3 separate regions of the Sus scrofa genome follow, and all the other regions are linked to region 2. A link is a contact called in public Hi-C and HiChIP or PLAC-seq data. All regions are on one chromosome and are shown on one strand. The core of a region is the stretch at or near the end of the contact, and the rest is flanking DNA. Distances in the headings are between cores, read along the strand shown. Region 1 holds the start of LOC102160998 (collagen alpha-1(I) chain-like). Region 2 holds the start of KMT5A (N-lysine methyltransferase KMT5A). Region 3 holds the start of CDK2AP1 (cyclin dependent kinase 2 associated protein 1).

Region 1 (3,291 bases), core at 469-2,968, 120 kb before region 2:
TAGGCTCTCACTGATACATAGCTAGCAAAAGGGACCTCAAAGAGACTCTGGGTAGTGGGGAACCCCAGTGGTCCTTAGGCCACTTTTGAAAAGCCATGGAGTAAATGAGGAAATATTTATAATAGACCTAGAATAACATCTGGCACATGGTAAACACTATATATTTTTAAACTAAATATGAAGCAAATGCTCAGTGCATTTTAATTACTTAATTTATTAATTTTTTGCTTTTTAGGGCTGCACCTGCGGGGTATGGAAATTCCCAGGCCAGGGGTAGAATGGGAGCTGCAGCTGCCAGCCTACACCAGGGCAATGTGGAATCCCACCCCTGTCTGCGACCTACACCACGGCTCACAGCAATACCTGATCTTTAACCCACTCTCAGTACATTTTAAACTTTGAAAGTCTTCAGTTTTAATCCACATGTATCAGGTTGGGGTGGATTTTATAGCTACAAAGACATTAAAGGTTTTTTTTTTTTTTTTTCCTGCCTTCAAGGAGCTCACAATCTGATGGGGGAGGCTACCTGTAACTACGTTAAAACTCACTGTGCTAAGAGCAGTTTTATGGGAGTAGGCAGCAGGCTGTGTGGATGCAAAAGCAGGTCCCTAATTACCCATGCGTGAGGGTGCGAAGGGTGGGGTTGTGGGTTCAGGGAAGGCTCACCTGGGCGGGGATGGGTGGTCTGATGGACTAGCGGATTTAGCCAGGTCAAAAGAAAGAGGGCTCGGGACAAGAAAGCTGAAATCCAAACCCCGGCCTCACCTTCTCTGTGAAGTGGTGTTTATGTCATAAGGAGCCACTAATGGACGTGGCCCGGCAGGCAGCGTAGCCCGGCGGCTCAGGGACCAGAGGACCGCACCACTCTTCTGCCCTTCTCCCGGGCGCCTCTCCTGGAGCACAGGGCCTGGCGTCGCCAGGTCTGCCTGGTGACCAGGTCGGTGAGGCGGGTCCTCGACTCCCCACCCCATAGTCCACCTCCGGAACCCTCCTTTTCTCTCCAAAGCTGGGGCTGCCCGCTGACGCTGTGAATCGTCCAGAGACCGGCGACCCCCATCCCCACCGCCTCCACTCCCTCTCCTCCGGGCTAGTTTGACCCCTCCAGGCGGGAGTGGGAAAGGAGGAGCCAGGACCGGGCCCGAGGAGGGGGTGGCGCCTCCGGACACGCTGGGGGATCCGGCTGCAGGCGGGAAGGAAGGTCCCGCGGGTGGAGCTGGGGGTCCGGGGGGGCGGGGGGCTGCGGAGTCGGCGGGTGGGGGTGCGGTGCCCGTGGGGGCCCCAGGGCGCCCTCGGGCGGCGGAAGCTGGGCGCGCCCCTCTCCAGGCCGGGATCAGGGCGGGGCGCGTGGCATCCCTGCGGGGGGAGCCGGTCACCCAGCGTCGCCGCGGACAAAGTTTCCCGGAGGAGCCGCGGCCGCCCTTCCTTTCCAGGCCCCGGGCGTGTGGGCGAGCTTCGGGCGAGGACTGTTTCCGAGGGCAGTGGGGGCCCCCTCTCCAGCTAGACCCCGCGCCTCCATTGCGCCCAACTCGGATTCCCAACTTGGGAGGCGCCGCGGGCCTGCGCACGCGCGCGCTTTCCTCGCCTCCGTCTCCTCCTCCTTCTCCCCCCACTGGGGAGCAGGCTCTGGGCCGAGCGGGGCGCGGAGACCCGCACCCGGCGCGCTGACCTCTGGCTCCCGGCCGGTCGCCTCCGCCCATGCCGACGCCCGCCGCCCGCCCGGTGCGCCCTCGCCGGAGGACCAGCTAAGCGCGGGCCGGCGGCGGCAGAGGGAGGTGGGCCCGGCCCGGCGCTGCCCTCGACAGCGGCAAGTTTGGGAGTTGCACTAGTTTGCGGGGTGAGGGAGAGGCCGGGCGGGGGGCCATGGAGGAGGACCGGGGGTCGGCGCTAGCAGCCGAGTCAGCGCTGGAGAAGAATGTGGCGGAGCTGACCGTCATGGACGTGTACGACATCGCGTCGCTCGTGGGCCACGAGTTCGAGCGGGTCATCGACCAGCACGGCTGCGAGGCCATCGCGCGCCTCATGCCCAAGGTCGTGCGCGTCCTGGAGATCCTGGAGGTGCTGGTCAGCCGCCACCACGTCGCACCAGAGCTGGACGAGCTGCGCCTCGAGCTGGATCGTCTGCGCCTGGAGAGGATGGACCGCATCGAGAAGGAGCGCAAGCACCAGAAGGTGGGCAGTAGCCTCAGTCTGCCCATCCGGGCAATGGAGCAGCTGGGACCTAGGGGCCCTTTCGTATAGGACAACTGTAGGTGACACTTATGTGTACACAGAGAATAGGCAACAGGGATAGGGATGGAGGCCCCGGCCCTCTTTTGCCCAGTCTAGGGGACCTGGCATATACCACCCCCAGAGATTAAGGGTAGTTCTTTGGAGTCAGACCTAAGTTCCGGTCCTACTTTTACCATTTAATAGCTGTGTGACCTTGAGTAAGTTATTTAACCTCTCTGTGCTTTATTTCCCCACATATCAGATGGTGATACTAATAGGATCCACCTTTTAAGTATTAAATGGGGGGGAGTTCCCGTCGTGGCGCAGTGGTTAGCGAATCCGACTAGGAACCATGAGGTTGAGGGTTCAGTCCGTGCCCTTGCTCAGTGGGTTAACGATCCGGCGTTGCCGTGAGCTGTGGTGTAGGTCGCAGACGCGGCTCGGATCCTGCGTTGCTGTGGCTCTGGCGTAGGCCGGTGGCTACAGCTCCGATTGGACCCCTAGCCTGGGAACCTCCATATGCCACGGGAGCGGCCCAAAGAAATAGCAAAAGAAAAAAAAAGAAAAAAGAATTAAATGGGGGAGTTTCCTGGTGGCTAAGTGGGTTAAGGACCTGGTATTGTCACTGCTGTGGTGCACATTCAGTCCCTGTCCCAGAAACTTAAGCATGCAGGTGCAGCCAAAAAAAAAAAAAAAAAAAAAAAGTTAAAATGGCAAATTTAAAGGAAAAAAGAGAATTAAATGGGATGTTTTCTAAAGTACTTAGCTAGGAGTTCCCGCTGAGGCTCAGCAGGTTAAGGATCCAGCTGTCCCTGCAGTGGCTTGGGTTGCTATGTGGGAAGGGTTCGACTCCTGGCTCCAGAACCTCCACATGCTGCAGACACAGACAAAAAAATAATAAAAAATTGAGTGCTTAAGTAATGTTATTCTTTTCCAGAAATGAAATAAGTCCCTCTGCCCTTCAGTGTCACCTAAGAAGCTAGGACACCAGGCCCCTTTCTTCATCCTCCTCTAGAACCCTCCAGAGCCAAGAGGATATGACCTCTAGCCACTAAGCTCATTGACGCTCAGTCTCTGAGTTCC
Region 2 (3,398 bases), core at 136-2,635:
CCAGGCTAGGGGTCTAATCGGAGCTGTAGCTGCCAGCCTACGCCAGAACCACAGCAACGCAGGATCGGAGCCGCGTCTGCAACCTACACCACAGCTCATGGCAACGCCGGATCATTAACCCACTGAGCAAGGGCAGGGACCGAACCCGCAACGTCATGGTTCCTAGTCGGATTCTTCAACCACTGCGCCACGACGGGAACTCCTGCCTCATTTCTTAATCATAATCTAGGTAAGTCATGTCCCAAAAGACCCTAAAGGGAAGCTGGGAGAATAAATGATGCAACTGGGTGCAGGGGCTGAAAACAGAGAAGCCCAATAAATATTTGCTAAATGAATCCTTATTTTATTCATTATGATCACAAAAGGAAGATACTGCATTAAGGCAAATTCCTACTAATATGTAAGAACTTGGACTTTTGAGAAAATGTTAAACCTCAACTTCTTTTAAATAATAATTCAAGTGAATCGTCACGCTCAAGTTTTTGCATGAAGGAGACACAGCAGCTGGACGTGATCAGCGGTTGGAGATCACTTTGCCGCATAACATGGGTCTTACTATTCTGCCAGTAAACTGTACAAGGAACTTCAGACAGGGACTTCACTTCCCTCGCGGCTGCACAATCCCACCAAGCCTTGTCCCGTGGGCAAAAGTCCTGATCAGCTATGGGGAGAAGGGCCGCCCCAGGAGGTGGCAGGGGACCCGTGTCAACCCAAAGTGGGCCAGCGGGGCCCGTCCCCGCCCGGCGGCGCAGAGCTGACTCAGGTTGTGGGGAAGGCGCCCGCCGCGGTGTCCACTCCGACGCGCTCCCCACCTTGTAAATTACCGATCTGCGCCCTCGCCTCCGGGTTGCTTTCCTTCCCAACCAGAGAGAACCCCTAAGCAGACGATGCCTCGCTCTCTCCCCTATTTGTATCAATAACAACCATTCCCTGGAGGTGCCCTGCGCTTTAGTTTCCAAACAGCTTTGACATATGGCCCCATTGCCTCCGGAGAGGCAGGCCACCGAGTGCCCACAGTTTAGAGAGGGAAAACCGAGGAACGGGAGTGGAACGGGTTTCTGGGGGGGTACCGGAGCGAGGGTGGGGATGAGAAGGTTCCGCAGCCCCTCCCCCCGCGCCCCCACCTGTCCCCGCGCTCGGTCCGAGCAGCCCGCGGCAGAGCGCCTCCCCGCCGCCACTCCCGCTACCTCAGTCCCGCCTCCAGCGCGACCCCCCACCGCAGCTGCCCCGGCGCTGGCCACTTGGGCCAATACCTCTAGCCATAGCCCCGCTCTGTCACCGCATAGGATCTCCCGGGAAACGCAGCTTTCGAAAAAAGTTGCAACAACTGTAGCCAACTGCTCCGCCGGGTACCGGCTGCTGCGCTGATTGGCGCCAGCGCCTGCCTCTCCCCAAATTGCCAGCTATGATAGGCGAACTTGAGAGCGAAAGCCCGCCCTTCTCCCCGCCTCCATGGCAGGGGCGGGGCGAGTGGCCGCACTTTCTACAAACGCTTTCAGGACAGGTCCCAGAGGAGGGGGGGGTTTAAATTTTACCGTCGCCCCACGTTGATAGGTTGCACTGGAAGGACACCGACGCTGCCATTGGGAGGCCCCCAAACTCCGCCCTCTCCGGCTGCTGAAGCTCCGCCTCGGAAGGTTTAGTCATGTGGCTGGAGGCCCCAGCTCTGAGTAGACCCACTCGGGACTTCCGGTTTTTAGTGGGTTTGACCGGAACACGACCTTTGACCCCTCGACCTCCCCTTATGACCTGGGAAGCCTAGCCCCCAGCAGTTTAACATCTGCAGCACCTTGACCATTCCAGCAGGTCAAGGTTTATCGAGTTGAAAGGTTTATCGAGTCTGTTCCAATATTCAAAGCCCGCGGGCACGGCTCCTACCAACTGAGTCAAATTCTCAGTCCACAGCGATCCTAGCCCAGCATATCCCAACCATTTTAGAGATGGGGAAACAGAGGACCAATTTTAACAAGTAACTTACTTGCTGCCCAATGTCACCAGCAGTTTAATTGCAGGTCCTAGATCAGTCTTTTGACTGTTAGTCCACTAGAGGGCTACCTTAACCCTAGGGAAACAACTCTGCACCTTTTCCCACTCTGGGAGAGCCTCGGTTGGTAAGTTCCCAGAGAAACACAGGTGTCGTGGGTATTTTTTGCTTTGAACACAGTTAAAGTGTCCAGTTACAGCTCTTTCCTGGGGACCCCTCCTGGAGATATGAGCAGAGGTCACTCATCCATTCTCTCTCTTTGGTTCCCAAAAAAATTTTGGAAGGCCCACTATTGCCCAAAGACCCTGTCATTGCACCAGGAAAGCAGGGAGAGCAAAATGAGGTGATGTTATGTGAAAAGCAGAAAGTGACCATTCTGTCACTCACCGTGGGCCCTTTGGTATGTCATTTCAGCTCTCCGAAGCTCAGCTTACACAGCTGTCAAATCTTGGAGTTGGTCTGTGATCTCCAAGATTCCTTCCAGCTTCCATAAATACTTAGAGGTTTTTACTTTCTCTAAAATGCATTAATTCAGCATTTATTGGAATGTCTGGTCCCCCAAGGATACAGTGGCAAATAAGACAGATCTACCATTTTTCTTTAAATTTACTTTTGGCTGCACCCTTGGCATGTCAAAGTTCCTAGGCCAGGGATCAAACCTGAGCCACAGCAGTTGTCCAAGCCACAGCAGTGACAACACCAAGTCCTCAACTATTGATCAGCAGCAAACTCCCCATTCTCATATTTTTTAGGGAAGAAACAAACAAGAAGCCACATTTTAAAAGATAATATTAAGTAGTGATTAATGCTATGAGTGAAATGAAAATAGGGAATTTTACAGAGTGTGATTGGGGAGATCATTACTTCTATAGATTGGTGAAGTCAGAGAAGTCCTCTTTGAGTTGGTGGCTTTAGGTTATACCCTAAATAAGAGAGTCTTAAGGGAGAAGGTACTTATAAGTAGAGGCAATAATGAGTGTAAATGCCTGGAAGTGGGGATAAGCTTGGTTGTCTTGGGATAGAAAAAGAAACCCAGTGTGATTGGAATAGAGTATATGATGGGAAGAATGGAGAGAATCAGGTGGGAAAGGTAGGCAGAGGCTCGATCACAGAGGCCACTGAAGACTGTGCTGGTCTCTCAGCTCCAAATCCACTTTTCTCCACACTGTGCTGCAATATCAGGGCTGCAAACTGTACTGCGCCTTTGTCAGCTAGTGTTAGGTTCCGTCAACAGGAAAGGATACAGGGAGACTGGAGGGCAGGGGCAAGGACAAGGGGCTCACTCATGCCTATTTGCATGCTATTCCTATCATGGTCACCTAAGTAATGACATTTTGCTTCTGGCATTTGGGCATTTGGTTCATTCTCCAGGTTCTTTCCAGAAATAGCCTCAATAGTAGCAGCCCTTCTTCAG
Region 3 (3,230 bases), core at 291-2,790, 88 kb after region 2:
AGCATTCTTAAAAAAAAACGTGTTTTTTTTTTTTTTTTTTTTGTCTTTGTCTTTTTCGGGCTGTACCCGTAGCATATAGAAATTTTCAGGCTAAGGGGTTGAATCAGAGCTATAGCTGCCAGCCTATGCCATAGCCACAGCAGCTCAGGATCTGAGCCGAGTCTGTGACCTACACTACAGCTCACGGCAATGCTAGATCCTTAACCCACTGAGCAAGGCCAGGGATCGAACCTGCATCCTTATAGATACTAGTCGGGTTTGTTGCCGCTGAGCCATGATGGGAACACCTAAAAAATTTTTTTTTATTATAGTTGATTTACAATGTTCTTGTCAATGTCTGCTGTACAGCAAAGAGCTCAGTCATTCATACATATATACATACATACACACATATATATATATACTTACACACACTTCTCACATTATCTTCCATTATGTTCTATCACAAGCGATTGGATATAGTCCCCGGTGCCTAACAGCAGAATCACTGAACATTCTTGGCTGAACCAGCCTAAAGCTTATCACAAGGGGTGCTGAGAAGGGAGTGTCACCTGTACCTTCATTCCTAAAGGGATGGAGGGAAGGCATGGATGGTGTCCCTTTGCTTTCAGGCAAAAAGGTTGATGCCTTCCTCAGTAGATCCGGATGTATCTGAATGTCTGTGGCTAATCAAAAAAATTCGGCAAAGCATGGCGATTACAAAGGGCAGAAAAGGGTGGGCATCTCTTGTATTTTGACAAGATTTACTATTCAAGCAGAACTCCAAGAAATAATACCTTCAAAAGCTTCATCACCTAATGCAAAATACATTTGGTGATTGTGTTTCAGTCAGATCTGAGAAGTGGGCTGGGGTGGGGGTAGAGGAGAGTCAAAAATTGCAAAAAAATTCTCCAGGAGAGAAGAAACTTTGTCAAGTTTATTCTGTATCTTTAGCACCTGGAACAGTGCACCGCACACAGTAGGCGCTTCTTAAGTATCTGAATGTGTTAAGATGCAAAATTGTGTGAATGTTCGGGTGTATTTTCCAGGGGAGGAGGCTGCTGGCTTTTGTACAGTCTCAAAGGTGTCTAGGCCCCTAAAGGGTTAAAACCACTTAATACCGACAGGGACGTGAAATTTATTTGAAATCAATGTCAAAAATTGGTTGTTCTTACTCTGGGGTGTAGCCAGACCTTGGCGTCTGGAAAGATCTACGCGCTTAAAAATACCACTCGCCACCATTTTCTCCAGGTAATTTTCCATCCCTGCCCCCACAGTCCAGGGGGAAAAAAGTAATTCTGCAATCCTACCTAGCTATTAAAAAAATTAATCGGTAAAAGAACAAATCTTCAGGCGCCGCCTGCGTAGAAGAAGAAAGGGACCCACGCGGGCCTCGGGCGCCGCCGGGACCCCAGCCCCCCAAACTTTGCCAAGTTGCGGGCGCCGAGCGCGCCCGGAGGCGCGGGGCGCGGCAGCGGGCGGAGCCGCCCCCTGACGCCGGGCCGCGGCGCGCCGGGCCGCCCCCTCCCGGCCCGGGCCGGCCCCGCTGGCTCCGCTCAAAGTTTGCGGCCGCCCCTGCGCCCGCGCGCCCGCCCGATGTATGGGTGATATACTGCAGCGGGTGTCAGGGTGAGGGACGGCCATATTTGCCGGTGCGGCCCGAGCCGTCAACAACAAAAAGTGCGCGGGAGCTCGGCGGGCGCACGGACGGGCGCACGGACGCCGGGGCCGCCTCGCCGCCGTCCGGCCTCGCCGCCGCCGTCGCCCTCGCGGGCCTGGCCCCGCTGCGCCCCGGCGCGCCCCGCCGCTCGGGGGGATGTCTTACAAACCGAACTTGACCGCGCACATGCCCGCCGCCTCCCTCAACGCCGGTAAGTGAGTGCGCCCTGCGGGCCGCGTGCGCCGCGCCCCAAGTGCGGCCAAGTTGAGGGCCCGCGCGCCCGGCCCCGGCCCCGGCTCCCGGGGACCCGCGGCGGCCGGGGGTGGCAGGCACCGGGTCCCGGCCCGGGGCAGCGGGGCCGCCGCCGCCGCCGCCATGATTCTGGCGCCCACGCCGCCAAAGTTCGCTGGTGCGCCCTGTGCCGCGCCGGGCCTCGGGCCGGGCCGGGGCCCGGGGCGCTGGCTGCCGCCGCGGTCCCCCCCACGCCGGCGGCTGAGGGCTCGCGGGGAGCGCGGCGAGCGAGGGCGGGGGAGGCTTTCTCGGCTCCGTTTTCCTCCGGCTTTTGGGCGGCTCGGCGAGGGCCCCTGCCGGCGGGAGTCGGGAGCGGCCGGGCCGCGCGGGGAGCGGGGCTCCGGGAGCGGGGCGCGGGCCGCCCTTGGGGAGCGGGGGTCAAGCCCGGGCGGGGGCCGAGACTGCTGCGTGCACGTGAGCAAGGTTAGGCCACGCGCGGCAGCGCTGCGGGGTGGCGAGCGTGCCAAGTGCAGCCCGCCCTGAGGGCCCGGGGCCGCTGGGGTCACCGGCGGTGCAGGGGACATCATCGGTGGCGGCTCGGCCTGGCGCGTGGGAGCGGGGTGCCCAAAATGGGGCTCGCGGCAAGGTCCCCTCAGGCGTGTGCGGCAGAATGAGCGAAGTTGAAGACCCGGGGTTTCGGAGTGCCTGCAGGCGGAGGGTGGGGGCGGCATTTCGGCCTGGGGCCCGCATTTCGGGGCCCCGCATCTTGAGCCCCCAACTCTGGGTTTGGAAGGTCCCCTCCCGCAGAAGCCTAGGGGCCGTCCTCTCCCTTCCTTGGGGCTGGAACTGGACGGTCCCAGGAAACTCCTCCAGAAGTTGTCAGGCAGCTTTAGGCTGTGTCCAGGGTCTCCTCCCAAGGACGAAAGGCACCGGGGGGAGGGGAGGGTAAAATTGTGGGGTTCGGGGGTGATTTGCTCTTTCCCTTCACTATAGCCCTTCTCCTTTGGACTCTTGGTGGGAAACAAACTTCCAAAAAGCTAGGCGCGTGGGGGCGTGGGGGGGTGTGATTGGCGGGGAGGAGACTGGCGTCTCTGGTCCGAAATGCCACGCTGGCAGTTGTCCGAAAGTTTTGAGCCTTGTCTCCAAATGGTTGACTCCATAACTCCAAAAATCCTATAGGGGACCCAGAAAAGCAATGCATGTAAATAAATAAATATTTATTTATTTTTTAACTTCTTAGACACAGATTGGGGAGTGGAAAGGGTTAAGATTCAGGATGTGATTGGGTGGGGGATAGCTAAGTTGGTCAAATGTGGGCTCTAAGCCTCAAGAGCAAACAGCCACTATTTTCTCTTCAAAT

The links. A called contact is a pair of places that touch in the nucleus more often than the background predicts. HiChIP or PLAC-seq counts read pairs in DNA pulled down with a chosen protein or histone mark.
Region 1: a contact with region 2 is called in an H3K27ac HiChIP or PLAC-seq map of skeletal muscle. The contact joins the promoter of LOC102160998 here to the promoter of KMT5A in region 2. A contact is called at or near these places in 1 of 5 promoter capture datasets (fetal liver), 3 of 47 Hi-C or Micro-C datasets (retroperitoneal adipose tissue and skeletal muscle) and 2 of 2 datasets of contacts at active chromatin or transcription factors (alveolar macrophages and skeletal muscle).
Region 3: a Hi-C map of skeletal muscle shows a contact between it and region 2, with 3 times the contacts expected there. The contact joins the promoter of CDK2AP1 here to the promoter of KMT5A in region 2. A contact is called at or near these places in 1 of 5 promoter capture datasets (liver) and 2 of 47 Hi-C or Micro-C datasets (heart right ventricle and skeletal muscle).

The regions. Positions count from the first base shown.
Region 1 is chr14:29,422,783-29,426,073 of Sscrofa11.1, forward strand. It overlaps LOC102160998 (collagen alpha-1(I) chain-like), which reads right to left and starts at 1,719. Exons shown (of 2, transcript XM_005670587.3): 1 at 766-1,719. The coding sequence starts at 1,697. It overlaps RILPL1 (RILP-like protein 1), which reads left to right and starts at 1,338. Exons shown (of 7, transcript XM_001925355.7): 1 at 1,338-2,169. The coding sequence starts at 1,861.
Region 2 is chr14:29,542,131-29,545,528 of Sscrofa11.1, forward strand. KMT5A (N-lysine methyltransferase KMT5A) reads right to left here and starts at 1,386. Exons shown (of 7, transcript XM_021072264.1): 1 at 1,254-1,386.
Region 3 is chr14:29,629,544-29,632,773 of Sscrofa11.1, forward strand. It overlaps CDK2AP1 (cyclin dependent kinase 2 associated protein 1), which reads left to right and starts at 1,541. Exons shown (of 4, transcript NM_001190166.1): 1 at 1,541-1,850. The coding sequence starts at 1,796.